Linked DNA regions of Anas platyrhynchos: all the other regions are linked to region 3. The links are chromatin contacts, called in public Hi-C maps. All regions are on one chromosome and are shown on one strand. Each heading gives the region's core, a stretch centred on a gene start, on an enhancer-like site or on the middle of the called end of the contact. The rest is flanking DNA. Distances are from core to core; before and after follow the strand shown. Region 1 overlaps ATP8A2 (ATPase phospholipid transporting 8A2). Region 2 holds the start of SHISA2 (shisa family member 2). Region 3 overlaps ATP8A2 (ATPase phospholipid transporting 8A2).

The links. A called contact is a pair of places that touch in the nucleus more often than the background predicts.
Region 1: a contact with region 3 is called in a Hi-C map of liver, with 2.6 times the contacts expected there. The contact joins two enhancer-like sites. A contact is called at or near these places in 2 of 8 Hi-C or Micro-C datasets (liver and skeletal muscle).
Region 2: a Hi-C map of subcutaneous adipose tissue shows a contact between it and region 3, with 1.6 times the contacts expected there. The contact joins the promoter of SHISA2 here to the enhancer-like site in region 3. A contact is called at or near these places in 3 of 8 Hi-C or Micro-C datasets (liver, skeletal muscle and subcutaneous adipose tissue).

What each region holds. Positions count from the first base shown.
Region 1 is chr1:186,531,030-186,535,381 of IASCAAS_PekinDuck_T2T, forward strand. ATP8A2 (ATPase phospholipid transporting 8A2) reads left to right here. Exons shown (of 37, transcript XM_038175041.2): 34 at 3,308-3,396. Among named protein-coding and RNA genes, the nearest start is that of SHISA2, 47 kb to the right of the region's middle. Within about 2 kb of position 1,307, at least 1 of the 8 cell types and tissues checked has an H3K27ac peak or open chromatin away from gene starts, as enhancers often do.
Region 2 is chr1:186,578,985-186,583,818 of IASCAAS_PekinDuck_T2T, forward strand. SHISA2 (shisa family member 2) reads right to left here and starts at 1,323. Exons shown (of 2, transcript XM_027469442.3): 1 at 737-1,323. The coding sequence starts at 1,205.
Region 3 is chr1:186,379,002-186,383,885 of IASCAAS_PekinDuck_T2T, forward strand. All of the region lies in intron 25 of ATP8A2 (ATPase phospholipid transporting 8A2), which reads left to right. Among named protein-coding and RNA genes, the nearest start is that of ATP8A2, 130 kb to the left of the region's middle. Within about 2 kb of position 2,355, at least 1 of the 8 cell types and tissues checked has an H3K27ac peak or open chromatin away from gene starts, as enhancers often do.

The DNA.
Region 1 (4,352 bases), core at 57-2,556, 150 kb after region 3:
ACCAACCACTCAGTCTGTGCTTTCTGAAATAATAGTGGTATAGAGGAAATCTTCCTAGTTGTTCTTACCAGCTAGTGCTATCACTTTTATTGTTGTTGGATTTAAAGATTTAAAAAGGTACCCATCCTTAAAAAGCAAGTTTACAACTGGTTAGAGGCATTATTTGCTAAACGATTTGCTCATCAGCCGAAATAACCACAGATAAACTTTTTCTTTCTTTTCTCATTCCCATTCTTTCATTTTCTCAAGTGTTACCATCCTCTAAAATGAGATGTTTTACCACGGAAGCCTCGGCAGTGCTTGGCAGCAGCTTAAGCTTCAGGGTCTCCAGCAGGAGACAGGCATTGGTATGGAGCGTTGGGGGGGTGCCGTGTGATAAATGGCTTCTGGTAGTTGCCTTCAGATGTGCTAGGCACTGATGTTTACACCAGCAGACAGGCTAAAAATGACTTGGTTGCCTATCGTGGGGCCTGTGTAATGACAGAAGCGGTCAAATTCTGATTGTGTTTAAAAAACAAACTTCGCCATGACCTTCCTGTTCGCAGGGGAACACGAGAAGGGCTGTGAAGGCTTTGGTGCGATCTGTAGGTGTCCTGACCATCGCTTCTCTTCATAGCCTGATTGGGGAACATCCCAAAAACGCTGGCTATGGATGTGCCCACCCCACGTTAGGTGGCTTCCAGGGGATCCTCCTGCTGGGCGAGGGGATGGCGTAACCCTGCCGGAGGGGAGGCAGAGCTCAGCTCTGTGCCTGCAAGGCGAACCAGTTCGCTGCCAGGCAGCTTAGCAGACATATAACTGCAGGAGGAAACTAGAAACGAGCAGGGAAGGAGCCTTCCAGATGAGCTCAGGAACGGAGCAAAACTTGGAGCAGGTTGTGTGGAAAAAGGCTTGCCGGTAGCACCGTGAGTGGCTGCAGAGGGTGAGCTGAGATGAATGCGTTCACTGTTGTGGTGCCGTTTGCTGACAGGCTAGCGCTGAAGTAAAATGCGTAGCTGCAGGCAAGAAGTATTTGGCCTGAGCTTCTTCAGGGCAGAGAGCTGAACGTGTGAAATAGCCAAGCCCGTAGCTATTGGCTGAGTTGACAACATTATAATAAAAAAAAAAAAGCATTTAATCTTCTACCGAACACATACTTGGATTGTTCTGCGCATTAGAAGTGCCTTGAGCTTCCTTCAGCTAGGAAAGCGAAAAGGAGAATGCAAAATATTTTTGCTTCTAGTACCAGAAAATGCATATAGGGTACGATGGGCCTGTTTTAGCCTTCATTAGCACAAGCAGTGGAAGGATGGGCAGTGGGAATGCTGATGAGATTAAACTGCTGGCGCTTTCAGGGTCACAGCCAAGGAAAAGCAAAGCAGCAGTATAAATCTCATCGTACTTTGCCACTGTGTTATTGCAGTTCAGTCCTTTGGCTAACAATGAAGTTAAGATTCCCCCCTAATTCCTGCCCATCCTTTCCTTTAAAGAAGCATGTATCAAAACTGACTGCGTGCTTCTGGCATCCTCCTGTGAAAGTAGGCGTGAGGGATCCCAAATAACTGCGAGCTGGTTCTCAGACTGGAATTTGTTTGCTTACTGTCCATGTGGGTGGTAAAATGTCCATAAATGTTTTAGCACAGTCTCGTTTGCTCTCGGTTTCGCTACAAGATTTACCACTGCTCTGTCAGTCCAGCAGCAGCGTGGAGGGTTGCACATTCAGAAGTGGAAAATGTTTTGGGGAGTAGTCAGTACTTAGCCATCAAAGGGCAAGTTGCTGCTAGCTGAATGTGACTGGACCGAGAGGTGGACAACTCCAAACAGGGAACAACACGGGGAGAAGATGTTGGGTGCTGCGGGTGACATCTGGCAATGCAGTGTGACTGCTGTCCTCGGTTCTCAAGCTCCGCTGTATGGTGGTGGGTCCTTCTCTTGAGATCAACCCCCTTTGTCTTAACAAAGCGTCTTAATTACACATTTTGTCTTCACAGCACATTTCGAAGGCTTGGAGGCATTTTGTTCAGTTTCCCGTTCTGTCATTCAGCCTTGTGTTTGTCTGTAAAAGTCCCTGATGCTCCCACTGTGCGGGCTGCTCTTCTGTTGGGTGCTGCAAATACAGCACAGCTAAACCTGCACTTCACCACTGAGTCAGCTGCTTTGTCTCTGTGTCCATGGGTGTGTGCCTCCGGGCCTTTGGCTACATCACACACAAACATTTTTGGTACTCATGCGCCTTGTGTGTGGCATACAGGCTACTGAGAAGTCAAGGTTTTGGGGAAGGGATGTGGCAGTATCCACCGGCAAGAGAGCAGAGTGTGGCCAGCCACTGGGAATGCTGTTGACATCTTTCAGCCCATTTTTTAGTTGTGTGCTGCACATGGTTTATAGAAATATATTACTTCTGGTGTAGTAGAAAACTTAAATGATTCTTATGGGATATGTGTGTGCGCACATGCTCATGCAAGAGGTGGTGAGGTTGTTTCCAGTCTTCTGTGTAGCAAACCGACTCTTACCATTAATTTGGCTTTAAAAGGTCTGAAGAGACCTCTAAATAAATGACCTAAAATAGCATTTCTGTAAATAGTGCCATGTCTCAGCTTTGTTCCGCAGCTGTATCTGTGTGCTGGGACCTGCAGGGTTTCTGCATGTCTTCCTTCTCAAATCCTACCAAGGTTTTTCTTCAAGCATTACAACAATGAATGAAATGCAAATATAAACTTTGAGCTCTTTGTAAGAAGCCGTTTGCAAGGACAAGAGTGAATCTTTCCCACCCTGGGTCTCGGCAGTAATTTGAGCAGGAAGTCCTGTGTTTAAGTGCAGTGGGACTGAAACATTTTAATGAGACATCCATTTCTTTTCCATGTCAGTTTGATGCTGCTCAGAGGTCTGGAGCAGCGGGGTAGAAAGAGAACAAGCAAAGGGCAGAAAAGGTAGCCAAAAAATGCAAGCTAAACATTTATGGTGCAATTCTCCATGAGTGAAACTATGTCTGCCTGGATCCACAAGTTGATATCAGTGAAGGATATGGTCGAAACATAACATGAAACATGATATAAATAACCTAACGTTAACATAACATAAATTCTAGGGAATATGGGATCATAAGGAATGATCCTAGTGAGAAATTCTGTTGTTGTTTCTCAGTCAGAGGCCTAATTTATATTAAGAGTTGATGAGACTTTCCCCTTCTGTCTTGCCCCCACAGATTTCAACGTCATCCAGATCACGGATGCAGTGCCTGATGCCAGCAGTCCACCTTTTACATGAAAACAATTAGTTAGTGTGTGATGGCTTGAAAATGCTCACAATTTGTTTGCTTTCTTCATAGGCTGGAATGGTGCTGAGATGTGGATACTTCTGGTTCGGCTTGTTTCTCGTGCCCACTGCGTGCCTTCTTAAAGATGTGGCATGGACAGCGTAAGTCCCGAACCAGTCTTCTCCGTGTTGTGGCAATTATTCTGCATGCACATGTTGTCCAGTTCAGTCTCTGTCATTCTGTAAAGAACTGTGAAGCCTTCTAGTGAATACAAAATGGTGATACTCATTTGGAAGACTTCTGAGCAAAGTTAAGTGGGAGCCTTTTCTTGATGGCCAATTCAATGAGTGATGTGAGGGAACAAGTCCTGAATCTGAAGGAGGCAGCTTTCCTTTAGTAATTAAGATTTCTATCTAGATTATATGTATTGCTTACTCTATAGGTAAAGACAAATTCAGTTGAGACATGAGATCTCTTATTCCTAAAAGGGAGCCAATAATTTGTTCAGTTAGATTAAGGTTAAGTGGGGAGACCCAAAAAAAAAAAAAAAAAAAAGGTGTTTCTCCAGCCCATACCCTGTAAGCTCCCAGTTTGTCAGCTGCTTTCTCAGTTCACCTAGCTGGGTCTTCCAAGATTCAGCTGTGAGGAGAGCAGTACTCACTGGACTCTACAGTCAGTCTTAGTGATTCCTTCCCTGCCTGGAGAGGAGGAACAAACCTTGTGAAATACAATCCTGTGTAATCCCCAAAGCTTCTCAAAACTCTGTAGTTTCAAACCACTGCAGAAAATAAGTAATTTCAAGAACTTTAATGTAAAGGGAGGCTACTTATACCCTCTCTACCACTGGAATTCGAAATGCACAAGAATCCTTTGCAGATAGAATTGTCAATGTTTTGTTTAGACTGTTTTTTAAACGCCTTAAGCATTTATCCTTTCCCTTGGAAGGCTGTGTTACAACCAAGATTTTTTCTTTATGGAAATGGTTTTCTGTAGGCTAAAGGAATTGCTGTCTTGCTGAAATTATTTTCTAGTGACTAGAAATTCCCATTGCATTAGAAGAGAGGCAAAGAAAGCATTTATTTTGCTCTCTTAACCATGGGCAGTGCTATGCTTCATA
Region 2 (4,834 bases), core at 73-2,572, 200 kb after region 3:
TTTTAACACTCCCTACACAAAGGCCTCGCGAAGGATCGTGTCTCCTTCTGCACCCCGTGAGACAGCGGCTCTTCGGCAGGTGCATACACTTGCTGCAGACTGCAGCGCACAAGTTTTCCGAGAGTAAATCTGCCCTAATTATAACATCACTTCAGGCTACTTCTAGCGTGCTCACCATGTGTGGATGGCAGCAAATGTGCTGGAAAGCCACCGAGGCTTTTTTTTTTTTTTGAAACAGCACTAGAAAGACTCGAGTTTACCCTTGAAACTCAATCTCATGAAGGAGCCGTCTGAACTGGTGGCACCCAAGCTCGGCGAGCGCACACAATTAGAGCGGGGACCGGCCGCGAGTCACTCAGAAATGTCATGTCACTTTTTTTTTTTTTTTTAAATCTACGTACGGGCTGTTTGGTGTTTTTTTTTTTTTTCTCTTCGCTGTTTAATTGGGAGCACAGTGGGGAGGGAGCGATGAAGCAGCGATGCGCACACCCCCGGCAGCTCGCTGCGCCCCAGGCCGCTGGCGAGCGGCGTCCCCTGCTCCGGGGCACGGCGGGGCCGGGTCCCTGCAGCCGCAGCAGCGCGGAGGGGGCGCACAGCCCGGCTGCCTCTCCCACCTCAACCCTCCGCAGCACCACCCCCGCCCCCCTATTCCCACTCGGGGCAGACCCCAAACCACGCGGAGCCGCCGATCCCCGGCACGGGGACCCCCCCATCTCCTCGGGGGGCTCCTCCTCACCTGCCGCCCCGTCGGGGCCATCCTTGCCGGGCCGCCCGGGCTCGGCGGCTCCGTGCCTGCGGTCGTTGTCGCAGGCTCCTTGATCCAGCCTGGCCTCGGCGCTGGAGCAGCAGTAGCGGAGGGCGCAGCTGCCGCAGCAGATGGTGGCGTCGCCTCCGTCGAAGCGCTCGGGGCACTGGAAGCCGTCCCTCCAGCCGCCCTGGCCGTCCAGCCAGCCGTGGCAGTACTCCCCGCTGCCCGCCGCCCCCGCCGGCAGCAGCCAGCCCAGCGCCGCCAGCAGCAGCGGGCAGCAGCAGCCCCCGCCCCGCATGGCGCACACCGAGGGGGCGGCCGCTCGCCGGCCCCCCGAGCCTGGGTGGTGCTGCTGCTGCTGGTGCTGGTGGTACTGGTGGTACTGGTGGTGCTGCTGGTGCTGCTGGTGGCGGCGGCGGCGCCGCCCGGCCCCCGGCCGCGGCTCCCGGCGCCGCATCCCCGGGACGGCCGGGGCGGGGGGGGGCGGCAGCGCTACCCCGTCCCCGCCGCCCCCATGGCTCCGCTCCGCCGCTGCGCGCCCCGTCCGGGCTGGGCGGGGGTCCCGCGCCCCTCCCTTATATCGCCGCCCGCAGCCGCCCCCCCCCCCCCCTCACATCCCACACCCCGCCCATGCGCCCGCCCCCGGCCCCCGCCCCGACGGCGCGGCCCCGGCCCCCTCACACCCCCCCCAGCCCCGGGATGGACCCCCGGGACCACCCCACACACACCATAGGGTCCTGAAGGAGGCGACCCCCCGAGGGGCTGGGGGTATGGGGGGGTCTTCTCCTCAAGAGGTGGGTCTGGTGCCCGCCCCCGCCCCGCCCACGAGACGGGAGAACAAGTGGAAAGTAGGTTTTTATTATAATTATTATTAATATTTTTTAATGAAAAGGCTGAAAATGGGGGGGCTCCCCGGACTGAGCCCGCTTGGGAAATCTGTTTGTAAGGTTCGGCTCCTTTTCCAGCTGCAGCTTTGGCAGAGGTGGGGGCATGCCCCTGCCCAGGGCAGCCGCCCCTCAGCCCCTTGCTGCTTTCAGCGAGCCCCTCACCCAGCTGCAGCCCCCGGCCCGAGCCCCCTGATGCAAGGAGGGCACACAGAGGCAGCTCTCCCCCCTCCACCATAGCCCCAAGGGGGGCAGAAGCCCAGGGGTGCTGGCCTTGGATATAGGAGCTGGTTATTGACATGGTGCGGGTGCAACAGGTTGGGCAGTGCTAATGAACGTGGTGAAGTGGGCATGGAGCTGAAGGACAAAGTCTGAGATGCTCCATGTCAACATCTGACGGTCCTGAGCGATCCTGAGCCTTCAGCTTCAGAGGTATTGGGGCGAGGAGCACCAGGTTTTGGGTACAAACGTCAGCCAGCTCCAGCCATCAGCCCCGGTCCTGGAGCGCTGTGTGGGAAGGCGGCTGCCTGCAGACAGAGGTGGGAGCCAGGGGGTCTGCCCGAAACCTCTGCCAGGCTCTTAATGCAGAGATCAGCCAGCAGCATCACTTCCCTTAAACCTGGGTCAAACTGATGCTTTCGTAATAAGAAAAACAGCTTTCTGGTTATACGCGGCACGCAAACTACTTCCCCAGCCCTTATGAGTTGCTTCCACTGATACTCGGTAAGGTCAGCCCTTTAAATAGCAACAGCAGAGGATCAGACATCGCTCTCCTTTTTACCTCACTGTCTCACCCATACGCATTCCCAGCAACGAGCCTCGATCACAACAAAATACCGGCACCAGATCCCTTGCAGAGGTTACCCACAAAAGCTATTTCATATATTGCAGCTCAGAGTGCGTCTCGACTTGTCTCTGTGAACCCAGAGATAATTATCCTTTTGTGAAACTTAAAACATGTGGCACTTGGGGAGGTGCTTCAGAATGCATTTAGCAATGGACTAATTAGCAAAGATTTTTTTTCCAGCTGCATTTTGAAGTCAGTTGGGTAACATCTGTATGATTTATTCAAGTATGAAGCTCTTCCACACACACAAAAAAGTGAAAATACATAAGTACAGCAACAGCCATTTCTGCTCTGCTACTTTTCCACTCAGTTTTCTGTGTCTAGCAAGTTCACATTAACTCAATCTACTACAAAATAAGCCAAATGCTTCACTAGAGCCCCACATCCCACAGGCACTGAATTCAGCGGCTCCCATCAAAGTGAGCATCTCTCAGCTTTCAGATGGAATCGAAACATCACAGGTACATTAGAGTGGGCAAAGATCTCAAAAGCCTGGAGATAATGCTGATCCCTCAGTCCGTTAAGTCTCTGTTACCTGCTCCAACTTTATTTTGCTCTGAAACTCTCCCAGATTTTACTACCACCAGTCACAGCTTCCCGAGGCCTTCGGCTCACCACAAATTTTCTTACCAAATACAGGAGAGCAAACACCAAGTTTTATTTTTCTATTGTAAATGAACCACGAAAAAAAAAAAAAAAAAACCTGTATCAGAATTAGGGATGGTGTAAGATGACCACCAGCAGGAGAACCACCACACTCCAGGTGGAGGCCGAGGCCTTGCTCTGGTGGCAGCTCAGCCCCACGGAGCTACCATGGTGCAGGCGGGCAGGAAGGGGCAGGACCGATTAGGGGAAGCTGTAACAATACGAGTAGCTAACAACAACCCCCCCTTGGGTTTTCACCTCACAAATTCCCCAAGATGGAGGTGGGAAGGCAGAGCTCCATGGCTCTGTTTTGTCTGGAAACCTTATGAGCCTACAGGACAGCCAACTCCGCCACGCAGCCCACTGGGCTGCCACAAGCTGCTCGTGTGATGTTTGGGAATGTTTTGTTTCCCCTATTGCATTTCTGACCCGTGCTCTGCAAATTGCTGCCTTCTCTCCATGGTACAGGGGTACAGCGATGGCAGTGGCTCCTGTCCTGTTTTCCTTTCGGCCCAGAGGAGACGGACTTCAGGCTGCTGATGGACGCATCCTTCTCTGGCCCTTTAGGGATTTTTGTTTCGTTCTTAGTAAACAGTAACTGGATTTTATCCACTTTGGCACAAGGGAGATTAACAGCTGCCCAGCCCTGGACACTGCGCAGGCACATTTACCTACCTTCCTCATTGTGTTTAGCTGGTGTATCTGCCATCACATCCTGTCAAACAGCTTCACACCCTCCTCAGAAACCTTCAAAATCTGCATTCAGGAGCTTCCTCGGTTCTGCAGTTGGATCCACAACATCGCAACCCCAGCTGCTGGGTTAAAGCTCTGAACCCGAAATTGCCCCCTTCCCTTCTCCCAGAGGAAAACTAGCACTAATTGCCACAAAACTAGCACTAATTGCCACGTTTCTCATGTTCAGCTCACAGCACATAACAGCCAGGACATGCTTATCGCAGCAGACAGATTTGTACACACAGCATCACAGCTTAACACTTAGCCAGCAGAGATTCCTCTTCCTAGCAATATAAAATAATGGAATCCATTCACATCTGAAAGCCAGGTTGAAGGTGTACGGGTTTAGTTATTAAGTATATATATAATAATAATAAAAATTATTTTTTAATTATAAACAAACCACACTGGAGTCAGAAATGCCTGTGCTCTGTATATTTGTCTTGGCAGAGTGACTGCTCAGTAGGACCGTATCCCCCTGCCCGTAGAGCAATGCCTTGCTGCCCCCATGCGAAGTTAGCGGGAAGGGAAGCATCGCTGAAACCCCACAGAGACAGATTTTGGACCAAGAACCAGCATGGTTAAGAGCACGGCTCTTGCTGCCAGGCGGTGCTGATGTAACTCCTGGGATGAGAATAGTTGCCAGAATATATGAGCTTAATTAGCAGGGCTTCCTTCCCTTCTTGCCCTGGTTATTAGCTATCTTTTATAGCAGCATGGCTATACCTATGGTATCATTTCAACACTGTCAGCATTGTTAGAAAGCCCAAACTGCTGCTCTCATTGTGGTATTGCTTGAACGAGCTGCATTATTTTTTTTATTATTTCTGCTTAGGGAACATATTTAATATCTACATTTTAAAATACAATTATTCATAACAGAAAGGCTTTCTTTTATTGGCTCTCATTTCCTGGAAAATAATTAGAACAAGACGATCCAAGAAACATCTTGCAGAAAGAGTCAAGGGCTGTTAA
Region 3 (4,884 bases), core at 1,105-3,604:
AGTAAGGAGGAACAAGAAAACCATGAAACAAAAAAAACCTGTGGCAAGTAAGTGCTTGTCTTAATTTTGAGACCCTAATGCTAATGACCAGATGCAGGTGGGTGCAGGCATGTGATTGAGGACTCAAATGACTATCAGATTGCTGCAAAAGAGCATCTTGTTCTTCAGAAATATAAGATAAGCATTTGGAGGCTGTGAACTGATCATCCTGAGCAGAGGAGCAGGATTTGACAGCCTCTGTGCAGGACAGAAGGTCAAAAACTCAGCCTACTCAAAAGGCAGAGGCTTATTTGTTCATGTAGTATATTCAGCATCAGAGTCAGGGCCAAGTTTTTCCAAACTTTCTTCTCCAATACTTCTCGTCCTGCAAGTGGGGTACTCGTACGTTCCTCAGTGCTTGGTTATGTGAACAGATCACACAAATCCATCTAGAATTGTATGATGGGTCTTGTAAGAACTGGGGGTCAGTGATTTCATCCAGGAGATGGAAGAACTCTGCTGCTTTAATGTTGTGAGGGTGGCCAAGGCTGAACTGTGCTGGCAGAGGTCAGTGCCCAAAGATGGGATAAGTGCATGTCTGGGCTCTGAGGGATACTTGTGGGGTTTTTGTGTAATGTTCTCTTGCCTCTCATCCCCCAACAGATAGCCTAAATAGTGCCAATAGTAGCAACCTGTTCTGTTCAATTCACAAAGTCATTAGAATTGGTGTGGGCTTGTTTTGAGACGAGATTTGGCTGTTTCATTTTCAGAAATAGAAAGCAGCTGCGCTATTGGATTTCCTGCCATTCAGATCAGCTCTTCGTAGACTGCTGAATATTGCTTGGTGTGGTGGGAGCCAGAACTTGGCTAATTTACACCCATGGAGCAGGGGACTGCCTCCATAGCAAAAAGCAAAAATACATTTCTCCAGCTGCTTAATTTCTTCTTGTGATTGGTACTCTTCAGGATGCTCTGTTACGTTTGTTTTTTGCAGTTGCATTACCGCTGGTTAAGAAGTTGCATCTCTGAAGGAAAAAACATCAGGCAGTGCTTGTGAGCAGTTCCATTCGAGGTATCCGACCCCATTGCTGTCAGCTCCTGGTGCTTCTGCCAATGTACAGGTGCTGGGTGGCTAATTTTGGTTTTTCATACAAGTGGTTTTAGCAGTCTGAGGAGAAACGCTTGCAAGCTTTCCCCCTTTTTCTCACGTGCTGTTTCTTTTGATAACCAATGTGTGTGGGCTGGAAATAGAAGCTGTTCAGGGATATTTTGTTAGGGTAGTTTTTTAATGGCAAAATAGAACTGAGTTTTATTCTGCCCAAGTGTAAGAATCTAATGAATGTTTTTATTTTAATTGCTGTGCTTAGGAGTTCATAGCATATTCTCCCATGAAGAAAGGCTGAGAGCTGGGGCTGTTCAGGCTAAGGAAAAGAAGGCTCTGGGGTGACCTTATTGCAACTTCTCAATACTTAAAGGGGGCTTATAAAAAAGACGGAGAGTGACTCTTTGCTCAGTCAGATAATGACAAGACAAGAGGGAATGGCTTTAAACTAAAAGAGAAAATTTAGATTAGTTATAAAGAAATTCTTCCCTCTGAGGGTGGTGAGGCCCTGGCACAGGCTGCCCAGAGAAGCTGTGGATGCCCCATCCCTGGAGGTGCTCAAGGCCAGGCTGGATGGGGCTCTGGGCAACCTGGTGCGGCAGGTCATATCCCTACACATGGCAGGGGGTTGGAATTAGATGGTTTTGGAGGTCCCTTCCAACCTAAGTCATTCTGTGATATTCAAGAGATTTGTTTTGGTCTGGGTAGTTGAGTGAGTGAAGTAAATAGTGATTTAAGATCAAAAACTGGCTCTGTAGCCCATTTCTTGCTTGTTCACAGCAACAGAGGTGTTCTGGGAGACTGCCCTACAACACGCCATCAGCTACAATCCCACTTAGGCATTTTTATTCTCTTTTTTTTTTTTTTCTTTTGCATTATGATAGGTCACAGGTACGGTAAAGTAATTTCAGACTACTGAATGGCTCTTCTGAAAACTACTTGCTGGTTTTGTGAAAAATTCAGTTCCTCGTTGGCAGTTCACAGAACCTTGGGTTTTTTCTTCTCCTTGAGACAAAGCGACTTACTCAGATTTTGAACTTCACTTGTTAGTTGAAAATCAACGTGTTGAAAGGCCAAATCACCTCTCTGCCTTCATCTGCATGGTTTCTAGTGTTAAATCTGTTGTTTTGGGGAAGCAAGTGACTACTTAATGTTGTGGGTTTTGGTGAGCCGTTCCCTGACAGGAGGGGACTGAGGGCGGCCTGACCTTCACTGAGGGCTGCGTGTGCTCTGTGGGCACCACTGCCTGCTGGCACTTATTAGGTGTTTCCCTGGGTTGTTAAAGGACTTACATGCAGGATTTCCTCATGGGATTGGGAAGTGTAAGCTCCTGCTGTCAGAGCTGATAGCCTACGGGTAAGCAGAGTGGGCAGCAGGGGTAGAGGACACTGCTGTCAGTGCTCAGGAGCCCTTTACATGACAGCTGTACCCTCCCTAAATCAGCACTGTGCCTGATTTCAATTTAAAATAGAAAATTACTTACCTGCTTAAGTAATTACTCACTTTTTATAAACACGCTGTGTGTAATCATTAGTATATTTCATTTGTTTTGCTCATCCAAAAGACAAATCTTTTAGGTGATGTAGACAAAACGTGCCCAGTACCTGTGGTGTGGTTAGGGGGGTCCCTGCCCATCTCAGCGGTGTGAAGACCTGGGGAGCAATTTAAAGGGAAACCTAGCACCCTGCCATTCCCTCCTACCCCTCAACCAGCATCTCCAAATCTTCAGTTCAAGACAGAAATACGATGTATTCTTCTAATTAAACAAATGAATGTGAAATAACCACGTTCAGAATAGATGGAGTCTGCCTTAATGACAAAAGTAAGGGAAATCAAGAGCTAAAGTTAAAACTTTGCCCACAATGTAACTCGTACCCTACTACTTGGTGCAAAGTTTTGGAGATCCTTACAACACCCAGGAAAAGGATTGACTAAAGGACGCAGCCGTAGCATTAATTTCGCTGTTTTCATTTCCTTATTTTGTTTCCAAATAGGATTTCTTGGTGGGGGAGGGATCATATAAATGTTTGAGTCCAGAGAACAGATGGCAACAGATTCCTGAGAGCCTTTGTGGTTTATTATATGTATAAGCATTTAGGGACCTTTTAAAAACATGTATCCTGGACCCAACACCGTATCCTTTGTCCTGAGAGCTCAGTATTAATGTTTTGATACAGTTGGGATCCATTACAGTGTATAAAAAGCTCCGCTGACTTGGAGCTCTGTTTTAGCGTGTATTTTTGTGCACTGGCTGATGCGTGTTATCAAAGGCAGGCTCCTGGGTGTGCTGGAAGGAGAAGCAGCATTCCAGGAGCTCTGACTTCCACAGGCATCTCTGGGGGGAAGCCAGTGCTTTGTCTTGACATGACCAATCCTTTAAAGGAGAGGGAGGCTGTAAGGTTCCCCACACATTACAAGGGGTGAGACTTGCTGCTCTTTCAGGGGTTGCCAGCTTGGAAGAGGCATATTTTCAAGGGTGCAAAGCACAGCAGTGTTTTCTGTACCCTGATGCACAAAGGATGGATGAAGGTGCTACGTGAAAGCTGGGAAGCAGTTGGGCATTTCCCCTTGGCCCTGGGGATCCCAGGGTGTGATGGAGGCTGATCTGCTAATTCAGCATGTGCTCTGCAGCAGTGTGGGTTTTCCTGGGCTTTTTTTTAATGTGGAGAGGGTTGCAGAGAGCCTGGAGAGCTTCGCTGAAAAATATAATTTATGTGAGTCACAGCAGGGAGCTCTGAGAGTACAGAATGCAAGGGGGAAAAGGATGGTCCTTCAGCTTACCTGGGAGATTTGTTTTGCTAAGTTTTTGTGCTGTTTCAAATTGATTAGATTAATACGTGATACTGTTTTCTCTCCTCCCCTCATCAGACTTTGTGTGTGGTTTCGTGCTTAAGAAACAAGGGCACTTCTATTATGGGATTCTGGGATGGGTCCTGTAACCTTGTGCTGACGCTTATATTGTGCAGCCTCTACACAAGCACTTGACTACTTACTCATCCCATTTGTGGCTGATTGCTGATTGCTTTGGTTGCATTTGTAACTCTTGAAGTGTTTCAGTGCGTGTGCCAAATTTGTCTGGGCAGATGCGTGATGGAATCCTACAGACCATCACTGGCTAACCTGCAGAAATGCTGATACAGAATATAGCTCTGTTCGTCGGGTGACAAGTGATAGGATGTGAGGAAATGGTCTCAGGTTGTACTGGGGGCAGGTTAGGTTGGACATCAGGAAGAATTTCTTCATGGAGAGGGTGGTCAAGCATTGGAAAGGGCTTCCAGGAAAGTGGTGGAGTCCCCAGCCCTGGAGGTATTTAAGAGCCGTGTGGATGTGGCACTAAGGGACGTGGTTTGGTGGTGGGACTTGGTAGGTCAGATGATGGTTCGACTTGGTGATCTTGAAGGTCTTTTCCAACCTAGATGACTCTATGATTCTAATATACCACTGTAATAAGGATTTTAAAAGATGTAACAAACCCCTTCTTTCTGATTCCCCTCTGATACACCACACTTTGCGTTCCCTTTTTCCTCATACACCATCCCACTTTCTTCACTTTGTCTTTCAGCTCTTTTTTGGATGCTAGTCTTGCACTTCAGGCTGATCAGTTCCATTATTGCCAAGCTGCTGTGTCTAAGGGAAAATATTTTTTTTTCTCCAGGTACACACTGCAGAAATCAATATTTTATGAGATGGTTCAGAGCAGGAACAGTGGTGACAGCAACACAGCTGAAGCTGCAGCCAGCAAGGCCAGTGTACATGCTCAGTATTCACAGTCTGAGCCCAGAATGGGAGAATTGGAAAGAATT